2 separate regions of the Mus musculus genome follow, and region 1 is linked to region 2. A link is a contact called in public promoter capture Hi-C data. All regions are on one chromosome and are shown on one strand. The core of a region is the stretch at or near the end of the contact, and the rest is flanking DNA. Distances in the headings are between cores, read along the strand shown. Region 1 holds the start of Zfp300 (zinc finger protein 300). Region 2 holds the start of Rp2 (retinitis pigmentosa 2 homolog).

Region 1 (3,953 bases), core at 1,220-3,719, 720 kb before region 2:
AAGGAAGTCAGGGAGAGCTAGAAATCCAACTTCTTTCTTAAAACCATCCAGGTTTTTGGATGTTTATCCTAAATGCTTCATTGTGGGAACAAACAATGTAGACTCCAAGCAAATTTGGAAGGAAGATTGTGCTACTAATAGACAAGAACACCACGTTATACAAGGTATTTGGAAGAGAAGCCAACTCTGGAGAAACAGTTTCCTTATATTCAGGGTAAAGTGGGTTTTGTGTTCACTAAGGAGGCAGTGCTCTTTATATACAAAGTGCTTTAAATCCCTAATCTATTTTTTCATTCTCATTTCTTACAAGGCACCCATAAATGTTGCTACTGTTTGTCTGCACAGTGGTTATGGGACTGTTGCTTCAGTGCCACATTTTATCATAGATGGGCACAAGTGGGTCCTGACTGGGGACACCGAGTATAGCTTCCCACTTACTAAAAAGATCTAGGCCTTCTGCCTTTGTGGGTCATTTTCCTGTAGCTACTTCCACTAACACCACTTCTGCTGTTGCTGGAGGAGTCAGATAAGGATACAACACTTGGTCTCTAATCATCAAAAAATAAGCAACTCATTTGACCTTATGTGAGAAACATGGAAATAAAGGCTTACTTGTCTTTAAATGTTTCTTTGGGTTTTGTGTGGGGACTCCAAAGCAAAACTCTTTACATGGTACAAATGTGAGCTGCCACTGAATTATGGACCCAGATCCTCTCCCCTTGCACAGTTTTCATATGAGGTAGTAAATGTGAACACGGGCCATGAATGAACAGTTAGTAACAGTGCAACTGAAATGGGTATGAATTAGTGTGATTGGCAGAGTGGGAAGAAGTGAGAATCATGAGAGCATAGCAAGCTGAAATGCTGTTGAAAATGTCACTCAGCTTGAGTCTTGTGCTCCTGGAAAGCAGGGATGAAGCTCCCTATCTGTTTCCTTTTGTGGTCCAGTAAAAGGCTAACTCTCCAGGTCCCTGTCTTTTCTGGCTCTGGCTGCCACAACAACATGCCAGCATAAACACTAGGAAGTTGCTTTCTCATAGTTCAGGGAGCTGGGAAAGGCAACGTCAGCTGATTTGGTTTGGGGTAAAAGTTGTCTTTCTTGTTTACAAATAGCTGTGTATTACTGCATTGTCATGTGACTTGATTTATGTGTGAACAAAAAATAAGTAAACTCTTATGTGTCTTTTATTAGTCCACCAATTCCATTGGAGCAGGGTTCACCCTAACAACATTATCTAATTCTAATTACTTTCCAAAGACTACATTCCAAATAATAGTGCATTGGTTTGGGGAGGATACACAAATCCATAGCACTCCCCGTGCCTTTTCCATATTCTGAAATAAGACCCAAGTCATCCATGCTCATGGCTCAAGGATGACTGCTCTATTGATGTGTCTTTATAAAAACCCTAACCCTAACCCTTCTTCCTTGTCTTTAGTATATTTTTCATTAATAAAAAATGTCTCTATTGCAATAGCCATGAAAAAGAATCACTTAGTTGACCCTTACATGTTACGTCGGCTTTCACGTGGTAAAATGATAATGCAGTGTCTGCAGTCTAAAGCTGGATCAGTCTCCTGTTGGTTCCTCCATGACTGTAGAAGACCCTGAGATGGGTTCCATAGGACCCAGAGCCTGGCATAGGCACTTTCCCAAATCTCTCTGCCACATGTTTCCAGGAATGTGGGTATGCGGGGTTGGGGGTGAGGTGTCACAGTCAGGACTTTGTGGACTCTCCTCCTCATCTCTAAGCCACAACAACGTTGCCTGCGTTTTTGTCTCCAATTTTCCTTGCACCTGAGTTTACCAGCGTCACTTTCTTCAGTATCCCTTTCTCTGAGCACAGACTCTTACTGCCCTTAGATTTGCATACGTCAGCATCCTGGTATTTCCCATACAGAGGATCATACCAATCTGAGTCTTCTTCACAGCTAGCCTAAATAAAATATGCCTACCTCTCTAGTGGTATTTCCTTGAAAGAACTACCAACTCCATGATTTCTCCCCGTGTCCATAATGGTGCTGCTCTTTAGAGGAACGCATTGTTCTCTGCTCTGATTCTCTTTTACCCCATATAGTTCCCAGGAAGGGTAGCAGCGTTCCAGATCTTCCCTCACCCAATCCCGTCTCCTCTTGGTATCTCCCTGCCCAGGGGTCGGGGTGGGGATACGGAGCTGGGGTTGTAGCCCTTAGCTCTAAAGGTCGCCCGTCTTAGTGTGCCTCTGTCCAAGTGTTCAAATTCCTCAAAAAAATCTCATCTCCTTTAAACATTGAGGCAGATTTTTTTCTCCGCTGTACGAAACGGCAAAAGTTATAAAGATGTCTGCTCCCTTAAAAACACGGCTTATTGGCGCATCCATTTTTCCTGCCTGCAAATTCAATCCTTGTGGTAATCAAAATATTTTAGGTCCGCTAGCGCTGACAGCTTCAGGAAGGGCTACTGCGCATGCGCAAGTTTAGTGCTCGCAGTAACTAAGGCGGGGAAAAGGACTAAAAAGTGGTTATCTCAGGAAGTTATGACTGATACGGGAAATATAAAAGAGACTTTGCCGGCATAAGAATTCAGATTTTAAGATCGGAGAAGAGAGTGAAGGAGTGCAGAGTTCATTCAGAGCGGAAGTGAGCAGGCTGGCACTCTGCAGGCGGAGTGAGACAGACAAGTGCAAACACACTGCAAACACGAATTTACTCGGTGAGTACTTGGGGAGGGGCTCAAAAATGAGAATTGAAAATGTGGGCGGGAGGCTGCAGGCTGAGTGATGGAGATCCCTTAAATGAGTGATCTGTAGAGGCTTTGATGGAGGCGGGTAGTGAAGTGAATGATGGGAATATTTGGGGTTTGTAATGAGCGTGCAGTAGAGTGATAGGGTCAGTAGTGTAAGTGATGTTGAGCTCTGTGGAGTATTGCAGTTGCCTATGAGGACCCTGATAGAGCTGTGTTGTTGGATAATGAGGATCTGCGAGGGAAAACAAATTCCCTTTCGCATTTTTCTTAGCTATATACCGTGGCCATTTTACCTGCTGGCATTTGTGAATTTCTGGCATGGTGATTTGGTGAACTTTCAGTCTGCGTATCCTTGCCATCTGAAACTCTTTTTTTCTTCTCCCTCTCAACAGTTCTGCCTTTTTAGGCCTTTGGCTTCTCTCCACAACAGTCAGTCATGACTGAGTCCCAGGTAAGTTCTTATTTGCTTCTCCCAGTTATCCTCTGCCCATATTAGGATAGAAGCAATATGGTCTAGTGGTTAAGACTATAGAATCTGCAGCTAAATTGCTCTTAACAGCATTATGAGCTTACCAAAGCTCTCTGTGCCTTAATTTTCTTAACTGTAAAATGGGAATGGTTAAGATAATAACGATAATATCTACCTTGTATGGTGATTGTGAAGGTCAATTGAATTAATATATGTTTAGAACAATGCTTTGATACATATATAATAAACTTTATATGTGAGTATATGAATTATTGCATTATTATTTATTCTATAAGGCCGATACATATAAACACAAACTTTAAGGATATAGAACAAGACCAGCACAAGAGTGTGAGTGTGTCATAGGATTTTATATTTTATGTTAAAATACAGTTAATTTTCTGAGCTTTCTGTAAGCCATAACATAAGAGGAATGAAACATATTCACTTGTATCTCATTATTAAAGAAACAGTAAGCCACTTCCACGGGTGCACAAACTTCCTAGTGTTGGTCAGACAGTCCTCTGATGGGTCCTTCAAGTCCTTATTAGAAAACACAAGGCTAATATTGCTCTGTTGTAACTTAAATTATTTTCCTGTCAACCAAAGGTGTCTTGCTAAAACAAAACTAAAAAGGATGTGACTGTTCAGGAAAGCCAAGCCAAGCCTACAACAAATATGTCCTGGACTACATGTGAATAAAAACTTGATGACCAAGAAGACTATATAAGCCATATGTCCTTCATATTCTTTTCCAGA
Region 2 (3,915 bases), core at 512-3,011:
GATGCCACTCAGTGGTAGAATGCTTGCCTAGCATGGCTCAATACCCAGCGCTGGGGAGAAAAAATTTAAACAGCATTATTAGAAATCCCAAGGCTGTTGAAAATGAATACTTCAAAATCCTCCTACCAAATGATTTTGATGGGTACAATCTTCATATAAGACAGAAAATACAACACTTTCCTACATGACAAAATACTGCTATATAAGAGGAACAAAAGGCCACATGGCCTAAGAAAGGTTTCAGAGTCAAAGGCAAAAAGCTGAGCCTGAGAATTCAGCTTCCATTTGTTAAAAGCCAACATTTTGAAAATGTCATTTATATGAATGCCTAAATTCTGCTGGGGATTTGAAATGATGCAGGATGATTTGTCATACCAAACAAGGATGCAGGATGACTGGTTATAACAAAACAAGACTTTAGTACTTCTGGTCAAAGTTGTTGCATTAAGCAATAGTTAACTGTTCATGACACCCATTTAAAAGAACAAGCGTTCTTATTTTGTTTGAGAAACTATAATAATTGATGTCTATTAAGTGTTTTACAAAGCAACTACACTAAGAAGAAAAGAAGAACTTTGTAGAAAGAGGAACCATTGTGAAATGTATGCCTAAGTAAGTGTGTTTTGTGCAAGATTAGGAGACTTTTTCAAACCTTTTGAGATATATATATATATATATATATATATATATATATATATATATATATATATATATATATATATATATATATATATATATATATACACACACACATATGTATATATGTGTGTGTGTATGTGTGTGTGTACATATATATATATATGGCATTTTCGTTCATATAAAGCTGCAATAATAAACTACTTCCTGGTTTGTGTTGGGTACTTTCACCTTACACAATACACTCCAAGACTGCCTCAATTTTCATTATTCTTTTCTGATAAATGGAAGACGAGAATAAAGGTAGACATGAAACAGTCCATTTAATAACTGAGTAACACCAAGAGGCACCAAAAGCGATTTTCAGAGGAGAGCAGACAAAAGAGTAACAGCTTGGGAATACAAACCGCAGAAAAGATGAGAACCAGTCTTGCGTGTGTAATTCGACCACTGGACCAAACCCCTTTGGCCAACGCTGGTGAAATGAGCTGATTGGAGATTCAGCACCTTCCTGGCTCTTTCCCTCCCTGGAGTCCTTTCTAGAATCCGGAGTCGGGGTGCAGAGCCTACAGAGAGGCCCTGGGAGTCTAGTTAGGCTGACCACTAACTCTATGCCTCCTTTGGGCCCTTCACATCCCGCCCCCAAAGTCGTGCGACTTCAGCTGCCTGTGCGCGCCAGTGAAAGCCAGTTGTGGGCCACCCGCCAAACTGCCCGCTTTCATCTGCTGCAAAGGGCAGCCGAGGAGGGCCCAAAGCAAGGGATCCCCAAAACATCACCTTCTCCCGCTGGTCCCAGCTGTACAGCTTGGGCTGCTCCTCCTCTCCCTCAGCCTTTTCACTCTTCCTCCTCTTAGTGAAGCAGCAGCCCATGGTGCGGCCTAAGGGTCTTGGTAGTGGACCCCACTCGCTCAGACACCTTTCAGAGGGTGGCGGGAAGCCAGGGTGACTCGGCCAACAGCTCCCCGGACACCGCCCAGGGGAGCAGCCCCGCCGCCAGGAACCCTCAGCACTCCCGCCAGGCCCAACACCCTTCTCCGCCCAACCCCCTAGGTCTCCGTGACGACCTATGGCAACCAATAAGCGGGCAGCAGCCTCTGAGCCAATCAATGCCTCGCAAGCTGCTCTGCTCCTATGAGCTCAGGCCAAAGTATTCATTCACCAATCCTACGTCAGCGGGGGGCTGGCCAGCTCAGGTGCTCTCACCGAGGGCCCCGTCCCCAGGTCGGTCCTACTCCACCCCCAGCTTCTCCCCTCTAGTGAACTAGGCTGGGCTAGCTGGCTGCTGTTTGATTGGGCTGAGTACCTTTTCCTGACCCGGTGCTCAAATTTCGAAAGTTTCCAAAATTTAAGCTCTGGAGGGGATGCCATACAGAGTAGTGGACTTGTTTTATGACAAAAATTGCTAGGGAAAAAAATCTTGCTGATTTTGTAAAACAAATTTGTGTCCTTCACTCCTCCCTTTCAGTACCTTTCTAGGGAACCCACAAGCTTCTGGTCGAACTGTTCATGTCTGGTGTCTGTAGAGGTCAGGAGAGGGCTCAAATCTCCTGGTTACTAATAGTTGTAAGCCATCAAGCAAGTGCTAGGGAGCGAACCTGGATCCTCTGCAAGAGGAGCAAATGATCTTAAACACTGAGCCATCTCTCCAATCCTTTGAGGGATGTCTAAAAGCTTCCACTTATCTCTCCAAAATTGGACAAGTATTTAGGATAAAAACCTAGTATTGTCTCCTTACTAGAACAGTGAATCTGGGAGCAAAAGGATATTACAAAAAGGCATGTACCTTTGAATCTCTCAGCTTATGCATCCAATGACAGAAGCACATATAACCTTTTTCCAATCTCTTCCAAAAGACAGTAGTCCAACTATAGAGGGTAAGAGAGGCATGTTGACTCACCACAAAGGAGCTTTAGGAACTCAAGCAGTGCAAAGTCTAATAGAGGATATAAACCCTATCATATAAACAACCTGATCTGTTCAAAGCAAATGGTACAAAGTTCGCGTGAAAACATAAAAATATACACAATCATTAACATTTGTTGTATTTGGGTGGACTTTGAGTACAATGCCCATGTATTGCTTTCATAATAAGTTGATTTCTCTGAGATACAGTATTAAAACATCATGATAAGACATCAAATGCAGACTAGCACTTTCAAATTTGTTTATCTTTTTACTTGACCATACCTATCACATTTAATGTAGATTCTAAAAGAGCCTCTGACTCAATTTGGGCATTAAGATTGTTCCTCCTTTCACTTCCTGCCCTTTTTGTACAACCAGGAAGAAGGGTACAGTGCTTAAGAATTATAAATGACCTGAAAGTTAAGCTCCAGGTCTTGGACAATAAAAGCTGTGCATTACTGCCTTTTTCTTCAGTCAGATCAAAGTTCTATGTGAGGATAGTTTTGTATTAGAGCCCTGCTGCTAATTTATATTCATAGAATAGCAAAAGTTTGATCACTGCAGAGTGCAGAATAAGAAGCTGAAATCCAGGGATGAATCTGTGGTCACAATGAATGGAATTGAGCAAGAACTAGAAAAATTCAGATCCTCTGTCCCTCATGGATCATGTTCTTCATAAAGACACAACTCAATAAAACTAATTTTAGAGAAAGAATTTCTAAAACTCATTGCTTTGAGCACACCCTTTTAAAATTATTTGTTTATTTTATGTATGTGTGTACACTGTCACTCTCTTCAGACACAGCAGAAAAGGGCATCAGAGCCCATTACAGATGGTTGTGAACCACCATGTGGTTGCTGGGAATTGAGCTCAGGACCTCTGGGAGAGCAGCCAGTGCTCTTAACTGCTGATCCATCTCTCCAGCCCTAACTCATTGCTTTGAAACACATGCTCTTGAGAAACTCAAATCTGAAACAAAATCTAGATCAACCTGTAATTAGTTTTTAGAGATCCTCAAATAAAACTGAAGGCACTTGGTTAACTCTCATCTCACTGTCAGTCTAATCCCAAATCAAATTAAATCAAAATTAAATTGAAATCATACAAATTATAGCTGGGTGTGGCAATATATTCTCAGCATTTGAGAGTTAGAAGCAGAATGGAGTTCAAGACTGGCCTGGGCTACTTGAGACACTGTCTCTTCTTTCCATATAGCCCCCACCAACCCAAGAACAACCAGGATTAAAAAGCTAATACACAAAGATTAGTGATCTGTTTTGCTCTCTTGCTCTTTTTTCTTCTTCTTCAGAGGTGCTAGGGATTAAACTAAAGCCTTGCACATGTTATACCTACTAGGCAGGTGCTATACCACC

The links. Capture Hi-C pulls out chosen DNA fragments and counts their contacts.
Region 1: a promoter capture Hi-C map of liver shows a contact between it and region 2, with 2.2 times the contacts expected there. The contact joins the promoter of Zfp300 here to the promoter of Rp2 in region 2.

What each region holds. Positions count from the first base shown.
Region 1 is chrX:21,087,745-21,091,697 of GRCm38.p6, reverse strand. Zfp300 (zinc finger protein 300) reads left to right here and starts at 2,469. Exons shown (of 5, transcript NM_001358840.1): 1 at 2,469-2,692; 2 at 3,118-3,176. The coding sequence starts at 3,162.
Region 2 is chrX:20,362,327-20,366,241 of GRCm38.p6, reverse strand. It overlaps Rp2 (retinitis pigmentosa 2 homolog), which reads right to left and starts at 1,761. Exons shown (of 5, transcript NM_133669.5): 1 at 1,414-1,761. The coding sequence starts at 1,506.